3 separate regions of the Ovis aries genome follow, and regions 1 and 3 are each linked to region 2. The links are chromatin contacts, called in public Hi-C maps. All regions are on one chromosome and are shown on one strand. Each heading gives the region's core, a stretch centred on a gene start, on an enhancer-like site or on the middle of the called end of the contact. The rest is flanking DNA. Distances are from core to core; before and after follow the strand shown.

The links. A called contact is a pair of places that touch in the nucleus more often than the background predicts.
Region 1: a contact with region 2 is called in a Hi-C map of tail adipose tissue, with 4 times the contacts expected there. The contact joins the enhancer-like site here to the promoter of UGCG in region 2. A contact is called at or near these places in 3 of 16 Hi-C or Micro-C datasets (liver, omental adipose tissue and tail adipose tissue).
Region 3: a Hi-C map of skin fibroblasts shows a contact between it and region 2, with 4 times the contacts expected there. The contact joins the enhancer-like site here to the promoter of UGCG in region 2. A contact is called at or near these places in 3 of 16 Hi-C or Micro-C datasets (liver, skin fibroblasts and tail adipose tissue).

The regions. Positions count from the first base shown.
Region 1 is chr2:11,465,637-11,468,667 of ARS-UI_Ramb_v3.0, forward strand. The region is part of intron 15 of SUSD1 (sushi domain containing 1); the gene reads left to right. Among named protein-coding and RNA genes, the nearest start is that of SUSD1, 120 kb to the left of the region's middle. Within about 2 kb of position 1,710, at least 8 of the 54 cell types and tissues checked have an H3K27ac peak or open chromatin away from gene starts, as enhancers often do. A contact at or near this core is called in tail adipose tissue, where this site is marked.
Region 2 is chr2:11,653,388-11,656,450 of ARS-UI_Ramb_v3.0, forward strand. UGCG (UDP-glucose ceramide glucosyltransferase) reads right to left here and starts at 1,795. Exons shown (of 9, transcript XM_004004013.5): 1 at 1,300-1,795. The coding sequence starts at 1,397.
Region 3 is chr2:11,445,847-11,449,404 of ARS-UI_Ramb_v3.0, forward strand. The region is part of intron 12 of SUSD1 (sushi domain containing 1); the gene reads left to right. Among named protein-coding and RNA genes, the nearest start is that of SUSD1, 100 kb to the left of the region's middle. Within about 2 kb of position 2,200, at least 7 of the 54 cell types and tissues checked have an H3K27ac peak or open chromatin away from gene starts, as enhancers often do.

The DNA.
Region 1 (3,031 bases), core at 460-2,959, 190 kb before region 2:
TGTTGTGTGAATTTAAGGTGTTTACCAGGCTTCTCTGGTGGCTCAGAGGTTAAAGCGTCTGCGTGCAATGCAGAAGACCTGGGTTCGATCCCTGGGTCGGGAAGATCCCCTGGAGAAGGAAATGGCAACCCACTCCAGTATTCTTGCCTGGAGAATCCCATGGACGGAGGAGCCTGGGGGGCTACAGCCACGGGGTCGCAAAGATTCAGACACGACTGAGCGACTTCACTCACTAAGGTGTTTAGTGTGATTTGATTCATGTATGTACTGCAGAATGATTACCGCCATGAGGTTAATTACTATCTCCATCACCTTATGTAATCACCTTATAATATGTAATTTATACATCTATAAAATCTGTGCATATATGAATATTTAAGATCTACTCTCCTAGCAGCTTCCAAGTGTATACAATACAGTACTGTTGACTATAGTCACCATGCTATACACTAGATCCCCAGACCTTACCCATCTTACATCTGGAAGTTTATACCCTTTGATCAATATCTCATTTCCCCTACCCCCCAGCCCCTGACAACCACCACTCTGTTTCTGTGACTTCAGCTTTCTAAGATTCCATGTGTCATTGAGATCATACCGCGTTTGTCTTTCTCTGTCTGATTTAACTTCACTTAGCATCACAAGTGAGGGCCTATCTTAACAAAGATGTGCGCTGGTACATTTCTGCTTTCCGGTTAGCTAAGCCCCCTTTCTTGGAATTGAATGATGGCCACAAGGAACAATCACACATTCCAACATTTGGAAATTTTTCTACCAATCCATTCCCCAAAGCTTAAAGGGCGGGAAGGAGCTCCTACTAGGGAAAGAGGTGCTTCTATCCGAAAAATGGAGGCATACAAGCATTGTGGCTAGGCCCTTCAGAAACAGTAGCTTCCAGAATCTACTACTTTCCACAGCTGTTTGGTGTAAGTAACAAACTCACACTAGATAGAAGATATGGCCGAAGAGCTGGCCATGGTCATTTTACCAAGATTAACAGGAAAGATTTTGCTTTGGAAATATCTAAGTGGTTTTTGGCAGTACCCTTTCCCCCTTATATTGAAAGAGAGTTTGAACCTTTAAATACAAGCTACTAGAAAGCTCTGAGATAATAGAAAACCCACTGTGGTGTTGAAATTCTGAAGGGGACGCTCGCACAGATATATCTATGTACAGGGTTTACTTGGGTGGCCACTCACCTGGCAGTCTCCTTTTGCAGAAGTTTTGGAGACTGCCTTTTCAGAAAGTAATCTGGAGAAAACTAGGATCCAAATTAGTCCTGAGATTGTTTCGGTTCACTCGTGCCAACCAACAGCCCCATTCTTGCTTTTGCCCGCTGATGAATTATGCTATGTCACCTTTCATACATTTTCCTAAGAGGGCTTAGTGATGACGACCAGGGAGCCAGCAGTGGGTTTCATGGGAAACTCATCAAGGGAGCTGAGGCCTGAGCTCCCTTGCCCGAGCCCTGCTCATAATCAGTCGAGTATCTTGTAAATTGTATTTAACTTGGCTGGTTCTTCATTTCCTTCCTCCAAGATCCCTGCGATCCTTTCCAGCCACAAAGGACTTGAGCCTGTGTTTTCTTGAGTCATAGCACAAGATCATCTGATACGTGAGATGATGAGAAAGTGTAATTCTCATCAGGGAACATTCTTTAGTCACAGGCATGAAACCTCTGAGTCATTTATGACCCCTCCTCTTTCTCTTTTAGCCCACATTTTGCACTTGGGCAGGCCTCTCTGTCATTTCTGTGTTCACTCCCTGAGCAGAGGCCTTTGGACGACTGGCCAAGCCTATTTCTTATTTCCCACAAGAGTGTTCAGGGGTTCCCTCTTCCCTCCAGCCTACTCTGCCGCCCGACATGTTAATAAGGTGCAGTACTGATTTTCTGATTTCCCCTGGTGGTCCCTCCAGAGTTCTCCACTACTACTTTTTAAAAAAAATTACTCTGGGGGGAATTTATGTACATATCTTTTGGCTGCGCTGCGTCTTTGTTGCTGCACACAGCCTTTCTATGGTTGCAGTGAGTAGGGGCTACTCTTTCTTACAGTGCACAGGCTTCTCATTGAGGTGATTTGTCTTGTGGAGTGCCAGCTCAGTAGCTGTGGTGCACAGTTTAGCTGCTCTGCGGTATGGGGGATCTTCCTGCACCAGGCATTGAACCCGAGTCTCCCGCGTTGGCAGGCAGATTCTTAACCACTGGCCGCCAGGGAAGTCCTACCAGTACTTCTTAGTCTGGTGTCCAAGGCCTCAGTTCTGATTGCATCTCCATTCTTCTCCATTTAAACCAATGTGCCCATACTTCTCTGCCTGTGTCCCTTCTTTTCTCTCTTGAATGTCTTTGCTCATATGATTCTGTGCTTACTTTCACCTGGATCACCCTATAATCTTCCTGCAATTTCTGTTTATTACAGTCCCTCCTGTTCTTCAAGATTAAAATCAAATGCCATTTTCTCCTTGACACTTTATAGATTTCCTCAACAGGGCAGGATCTCTCTTCCCTCCCTCTCTTTAGCCATTCTACTGTACTTTCAAGCCACTGGTGCACTTGTCTTTTCTCACTAGATTTCATACCCTTGAGGGATAGCATTTGAAGAGCGAGAACTGTGCCTGGTAAGCAGTAGGTATTTAACCAAACTTTATTGGATTGGGTTGAATGATTACTGGGGAACTAGTAGTACAGTCTGATGAAAAATGAAGCATAGCAGGTGCAACACTACCAAATAAGCCAGAGAAGATTGACATCCAGATATAAGCCTAGTGGGTATGTATATGTATGAATATGCTGTGCATCTGTATGTATACATACATACATACACACTCATTTTGAACCTTCATAATTGTAGTAGGTAGTATTCTCCTAATAATACAGCCTCACAAATTGCTGGTCCCTGGGGTACACCCACCTGCTCTTACTTATTTGTAGAGTATTCTAGTTGTTGCTGTGATAGTATTTAAAGATGTAACTGGAGTCCCAAATAGGGAGATTATCCGGGTGGACTTGATCTTATCATGTGAGCCCTTTAAA
Region 2 (3,063 bases), core at 545-3,044:
TGCTTTTTAATAACTTATATATTTAAAATGAACTCCAGAATGTTCACTGCCTACAGCTCACAAACTCCAAAACCTAAAAACAGTATCCAAGAAGCATTTTTCCTTCATCTTCAAAGAAATACCATCATGCATTTACCATGTATCAGTAGCATCTTTCTCCACTACCAGGAAATGCTACACTACACTAATAAAATGCAGCATTTCTAAAAGGAAGAAGTACTTTTTCTGCAGTGAAAGGGAAAGAAAAACTGTTAAGTAATTTCTTAAAGTCTTCTCTCTACTAACATATACCCTATTCTAAATGGTGGTAAAGATAACTATGCACAATCTTTTTTTTTTTTTTTTTTCCAGCTAAAAGTCTAGTGAATCCAAGAGTAATGGGCTGTGTCAATTCTTTCATCTCCTTACAAAGACTTTTTCCATTTTAAAGACAGTCAAACAATTAAAATATCAAAAATAGTTACACACCCTATGTCATACTCATCCCATTACCCGATTTTATTTTATTTCATAGTCTTTATCACTATCTGAAATAACCTTATTCGGATTTTAATTATGTCTCTCCCTTCTGGAATGTAAGCTCTATGAGGACAGGAATTCTGTCGTGCTTGATACTGTGTCTTCAATGAATGGTATCTAATGAAAAGGTATGTGCCTGGGGGGCGGGGCGGACCCAATCTAAAGACAAAATATAAGGAATTGGGGGGTGGGGGGTAGCCACACTGAAATGTACAAGCTGACGTGACTTAAGGTTACACCACCAGTTCAGAGGTTTGGTGGACGTTTTTCAAGATGGACAGGTGCTTCACATCTATCTAAGGACAGAAAGCTTATCCAGGAAGAAGAAAATCCACAGGGAGGTCTCCAGGTGGCTGCGTGCAGCTCCCAGAAGAGTGGAAATGATCACCATCATAATAGAAACGTGGCCCAGGTCGAGAGAGGGAAAAAAACCTCACAATACACCATACATCTTGGCCCAGATGAAAAACCACACGAATCCATAGCACAATCAAACCAAGCAAGCAACCCTCCGCCCTACACATAAAAAGAGTACAGTCTCTTTCCGCTGGCTGTGAAGTCGCCTGCCGCCCAGCCACCCCCTCACTGGTCACTTCTCTCTTCCAATGAACCCCCCGGCCCAGCTGATCCAAGGCTAGAGAGACTGGGAGGGAGAGTCTGAAAATTGGCTGTCTCCACCCCCATCCGAGCCCAATCTCCTCCAAAGCGAAATTCCTCCTACCCTCGCCTGTCCCCGAGGCCTGGACCCCGCCGCGGGTCCTCCAGCTGCCCCTCACTCACGTGTAGATGATGGCCATGAAATGCATCAGCCACAGCACCAAGAAGAGGACGAACCCGAAGACGGCCATTCCCTCCAGGGCCAGGTCCAGCAGCGCCATCCCCCGGCCCGGCCCGATCCGGCCGCCGCAGCGGACAGCGCTCCCGCAGGAGGAGGACTGGGTGGGCGCCCGGCGCGGGGGCGCAGAAGAGGAGAGAAAGGTGGGGAGAGGAAGGGGCGGAGGGGGTGGGGGCGGAAGGGGCGGGCAGGGCCTGCGCGCCCCCGCCCGCGCGCTCTCCCTCGCGCGCTGGCCCGGGCGCGCTCGCGGGTGCCGGCGCTGCGGTGGCCGGGCTCAGTGGTCAGGTCGGCCGTGGCCCCGCGCTCCCGCTCGCCTCTCCACCTCTTCGCGGCCGCCTGCCGGACCCCGCGCGCCTGCGCCGCCGCCTTCCCGCAGCCTTGGCGCCGGGCTCCGGGCAGCGCAGCTCCGCGCCTTGCTCTGCCGTCGCAGCTCCGAGCACTAATCGAAACCGCCCGCTGGCGCCCCGACTCCCCGGCGCACCCCGCCCCGCCCCGGCCCTCCGAAACCGCGGTCCCGCCCTCCGAGGGGCGGTGCGCGCCGCTCCTCTCCGCCCACCCTGCCGCCCTCGCGCTGGTGGCGTCACTGTCGTGAGCGCGCCCCTGGGAGGGCTAGTCTGGGTGTTCCTCTCCAGCCGCCGGCCGCCGCCCACCTCTCGGCGACCGGCGAATGCGACCCGGGCAGCCGCCTCTGTCGGCGGAGCGCGACCCTGTGTCCAGCTCCGAGGACACTTTCCCTTTGTCCGGCTCTGGTGTGCCAGGGCGTCCTAGGAAAAGGCCCGGGGTTCCAGGCAGCCCCGAGTTGTCGCGCAGTGCAACTTCCAAAGCTGTGTCCGCAGTCTCTGCGCCGGGCATTGCCCGGAGCGGCCCAGACCTTCCAAGGCACGTTCCTGGGCGTCCGGATCTGTCCCATTGCCTTTCTCCCTTGCTACTTTCAATGCTGTCGAGCCTTGGATCACAACGTACCGAGAGTGAAGTCTTCTGCTTCACAGATCTCTAAGCACCTTAGAAGCAGCATGTATGTAACATACAAGAAATTCTCAAACTCTGGATGTAAAGGATTAGCTGATTCTGAAGTCCTCTAAGACTCCTGCCCAATATGATAGCCATAGGGGCTATTGCGCGCTTGAAATGTGGATAGCAGGAACTAAATGAGTTGTGTTACGAATGTAAGTCATACACCTAATATGAAGTGATACACTTGATGTCATTAATTTTATATTGATTTCAAATTTTAAGAATATTTTTGATACGAGTTAATTTATTAAAATTGTTTCGCTGCCTTTGCTGCTGTTTTTTAAATTCTGCTAGCTACTAGAAGATTTTAAGTTACCCAGGAGGATAGCACTCTAAAATGGAAAGATGTGGCATTTTGGATAGTAAGGTAACCTACTGTTTATCTTAATTTAAATCAGTCCAGGGAGATGTTTTAATCTAGTACTAAACGTTTCTCTTTCTTTAGCCTAGATGAGTTTATGTAGATTCTTCACTGTTTTATGTTTAGACAAGTGTTTATTATTTCAAATGATTTCCTTTTACATAATCCATGACTCCCTAGAGAGATTTCAGAATAGATTTCAATTTTGGAAAGAAGTTGTTTATCATTGTTATTTATATAGTTGATATTGATCGAATGAACTACCTCAATCTACAATTAAATGAGAAACTACAATCAGAAAGGGGCTTCCCAGGTGGCTCAGTTAGAAAGAATC
Region 3 (3,558 bases), core at 950-3,449, 210 kb before region 2:
TTAAGACTTCATGCTTCCAATGTAGGGGACATGGGTTTGATCCCTAGGAGCTAATATCCCATGCGTTGCACAGCGCAGCCAAAAGATTAAAAAAATAAAAAAATTGAAATAAAAAAATATTTAAGAAGAGCACTCAAAGTGTCATACTGAGTGAAGTAAATCAGACAGAGAAAAACAAATATGTAATGTTGCTTATACGTGGAATCTAAAAAATGGTACAAATGAACTTATTTACAAAACAGAAATGGAGTCACAGATATAAAAAACAAACTTATAGTTACTGGGGGGAAAGGACGGGCAGGATAAATTAGGAAATTGGGATTGACATATACACACAACCATATATAAGGCTTCCCTGATAACTCAGTTGGTAAAGAATCTGCCTGCAATGCAGGAGACCCCAGCTTGATCTCTGGGTTGGAAAGATCTGCTGGAGAAGAGATAGGCTGGCTACCCACTCCAGTATTCTTGGGCTTCCCTTGTGGCTCAGCTAGTAAAGAATCTGCCTGCAATGCAGGAGACCCCAGCTTGATCTCTGGGTTGGAAAGATCTGCTGGAGAAGAGATAGGCTGGCTACCCACTCCAGTATTCTTGGGCTTCCCTTGTGGCTCAGCTGGTAAAGAATCTGCCTGCAATGCAGGAGACCTGGGTTTGATCCCTGGGTTGGGAAGATTCCCTGGAGAAGGGAAAAGCTACCCACTCCAGTATTCTGGCCTGAAGAATTCCGTGGACTGTATAGTCCTTGGGGTGGCAAAGAGTTAGACACGACTGAGCGACTTTCACTTTCACAACAATATATAAAATAGATAGCAAATAAGGACCTATTGTAGAGCACAAAGAACTCTACTCAAGACTCTGTAACGACCTGTATGGAAAAAGAGCCTTTAAAAAGAGTGGATATATGTATATGTAAAACTCATTCACTTTGCTGTACACCCGAAACTAACAAAACATTGTAAATCAACTATATCCCAATAAAAAATTAATACAAAAAGAAAAACACTCACATAAGAACGTCATCCCCAGCTCAAAACTGTCGGATGAGTTTGCGTGAGTGTTGGAATAGAATCCATGTGCCTGACCACGGAACATGTAGTCTGGCCCTTGCCTGCCTCACTGACCTCATCTTCCTCTGCCCTCTCTCTTTCTCACTAAGCATCAGCTGCCTCCCTACCTTCCCTGCTATTTCTCAAATGAGTCAGACTTGTTTTTGCATCCAGACCTTTCCATCTGGTGCTTACTGATCCTTAGATACTCCCTCCACATGTCCTGGTTGTATAGTCGCTAAGTCATGTTTGATTCTTTTGCGACTGACTGCAGCCTTCAGGCCCCCTGACATGGGATGTCCCAAGCTAGAAAATACTGGAGGCCATTTCCTTCTCCAGGGTATCTTCCTGGCCCAGGGATCAAACCCGCACCTCCTGCATTGCAGGTAGTTTCTTTACACCTGAGCCACCAGGGAAGCCCTGTCAGTCAGGTTTCTGCTCAAATTCATCCTTTCAAAAATCACCTCCCCATCACCACCCCATCACTCTCTATCCATTTCCTCTGTTTGAATTTCTTCACAGAACTAATTTCAGAACTTGTATTTTGACTTTTACTTGTTTGTTTTCTTTTCCCCTACTAAAATAGGAGCCCTCTGATGGCAGAGATTTTTGTCTGTGTGTTCTGCCTTGAATCCCCAACACATAAGGATCGTGCTAGCCCACGTAAGGACAATGATAGCACAGCAAAGACATATTTTTGTAATGAACGCATATGAAGACTAATCTCAAAATGGCCAGCGGGTGGTGTTGGCATTGAGAAAATGCCTGGTTAGTTAATGAAAGCTTTAGACCAAAAAAGAATTCACCAGCTGGTGAGTTGGAAGGATATGTTCAATTTGGGCATTTCTTCCCATGGTGGTTTATCAAGATGAATAGCTGTTCAGTCTCCTACTCTTTGGTCCGTCTCCTGTTTGGACGTTTTGCGCTGCTGATTCACGTTAGCATTTCATATGTTTTGATTTGGGAGAGAGAGTTTCATCTTGATGAGTCTCATTTATACCTTGTTTTGTACATGAAACAGCCTGGTAGCTCACGCACTCTGTATCTGTGCTCATGGCCACCAGGGGACACTGTTGAGCTATTTGAAGTCATTGAGACCCTGCCTGTCTGTTTTCCCTATCTATCCCACTTTAAAGAATTTGCAATTTTAAAAAAAGTGTGAAAGTTCTAAGCAAACAAACAAGAGAAGAACAGACCCCAAGCCCTCCCTTTAATGAATAAGAGATGTGCTTCCTTGCCTAAGATGTGACTCTGTTTTAGTAAAACCGTAAACTTTTGAATTTTACCAGAAATGTGAGGCAAGGGGTTTGGACTTGGAATATGCAGCAGCTGGTTTCCCAGAAGAAAAGTGCATGGAATTTCCATTCTGAGTGTCTTACGTTAAGTTAAATCTTACTGATGGGAACAAGATGAAAGCATGCGCTTTAAATATATTGCTGACCTCAGGGGAGAATGAAAGTTTTGGAATGTTGAAGGACAGGGGCAAGTGTTGCAGTGAAAACAAAAGAGGGTGCTGGTGAGAAGGGTGATGAGACGGAGAGGAGATCACAGTGCTTCTGACTCATGGCCCACACGCTCCCGCAGGCAGCCTGTTGATGGGAATTCCTCAGAATAGCCCCACCATTCATTCACACACCCTTTAGGTCAAGGGGAAGAATGAACGTTTATCCTTGATGTGGACCCAAAAGGTCAGAAGAGCTGTCATACACAGGTCATGCTGTTTTCTCTTGTTGTTGTTCAGTTGCTCAGTCATGTTCAACTCTTTGCGACCTCATAGAGGTCACATGCCAGGCTCCTGTGTCCTCTGCTCCCGAAATTTGCTCAGATTCATGTCCACTGAGTCAGTGAGGCTATTTAACCATTTCACCTTCTGCCATCCGCTTCTTCTGCCTCCAATCTTTCCCAGCATCAGCATCTTTTCCAATGAGTTGGCTCTTCACATCAGGTGGCCAAAGTATTGGAGCTTCAGTTTCAGTCCTTCCAATGAATATTCAGGGTTGATTTCCTTTAGAATTGACTGGTTTGATCTCCTTGCAATCCAAGGGAGTCTCAAGAGTCTTCTCCAACACCACAGTTCAAAAGCATCAATTCTTCAGCGATCAGCTTTCTTTATGGTCCAACTCTCATATCTGTACATGACTATTGGAAAGACCGTAGCTTTGACTATACGGACCTTCATTGGCAAAGTGATATCTCTGCTTTTTAATATGTATCTAGGTTTGCCAAGTCAAAAAGCTTATAGGCAAAATTATCTTCTTAGAGATCGGAGAGAACCAGGGTGGGAGAGGTGGAGGGAGGGGGGGAACAGAGGAGGAAAGAGAGAGAGAAAGCCAGTACCTGCAGGTAGATAAACCACTTACTCGACACAACGCGGTGATCATCTGTGGTTGAATGGCCATCATGGAACCAAGAGTGCTGGAAGAGAAAAAGGAGACAAATATGTGAAAGAAATCACTTCTTCCTGAGTCTGTCCTCAGTGCCCAGACTGGCAACGTACACGAGAACTTCCCCA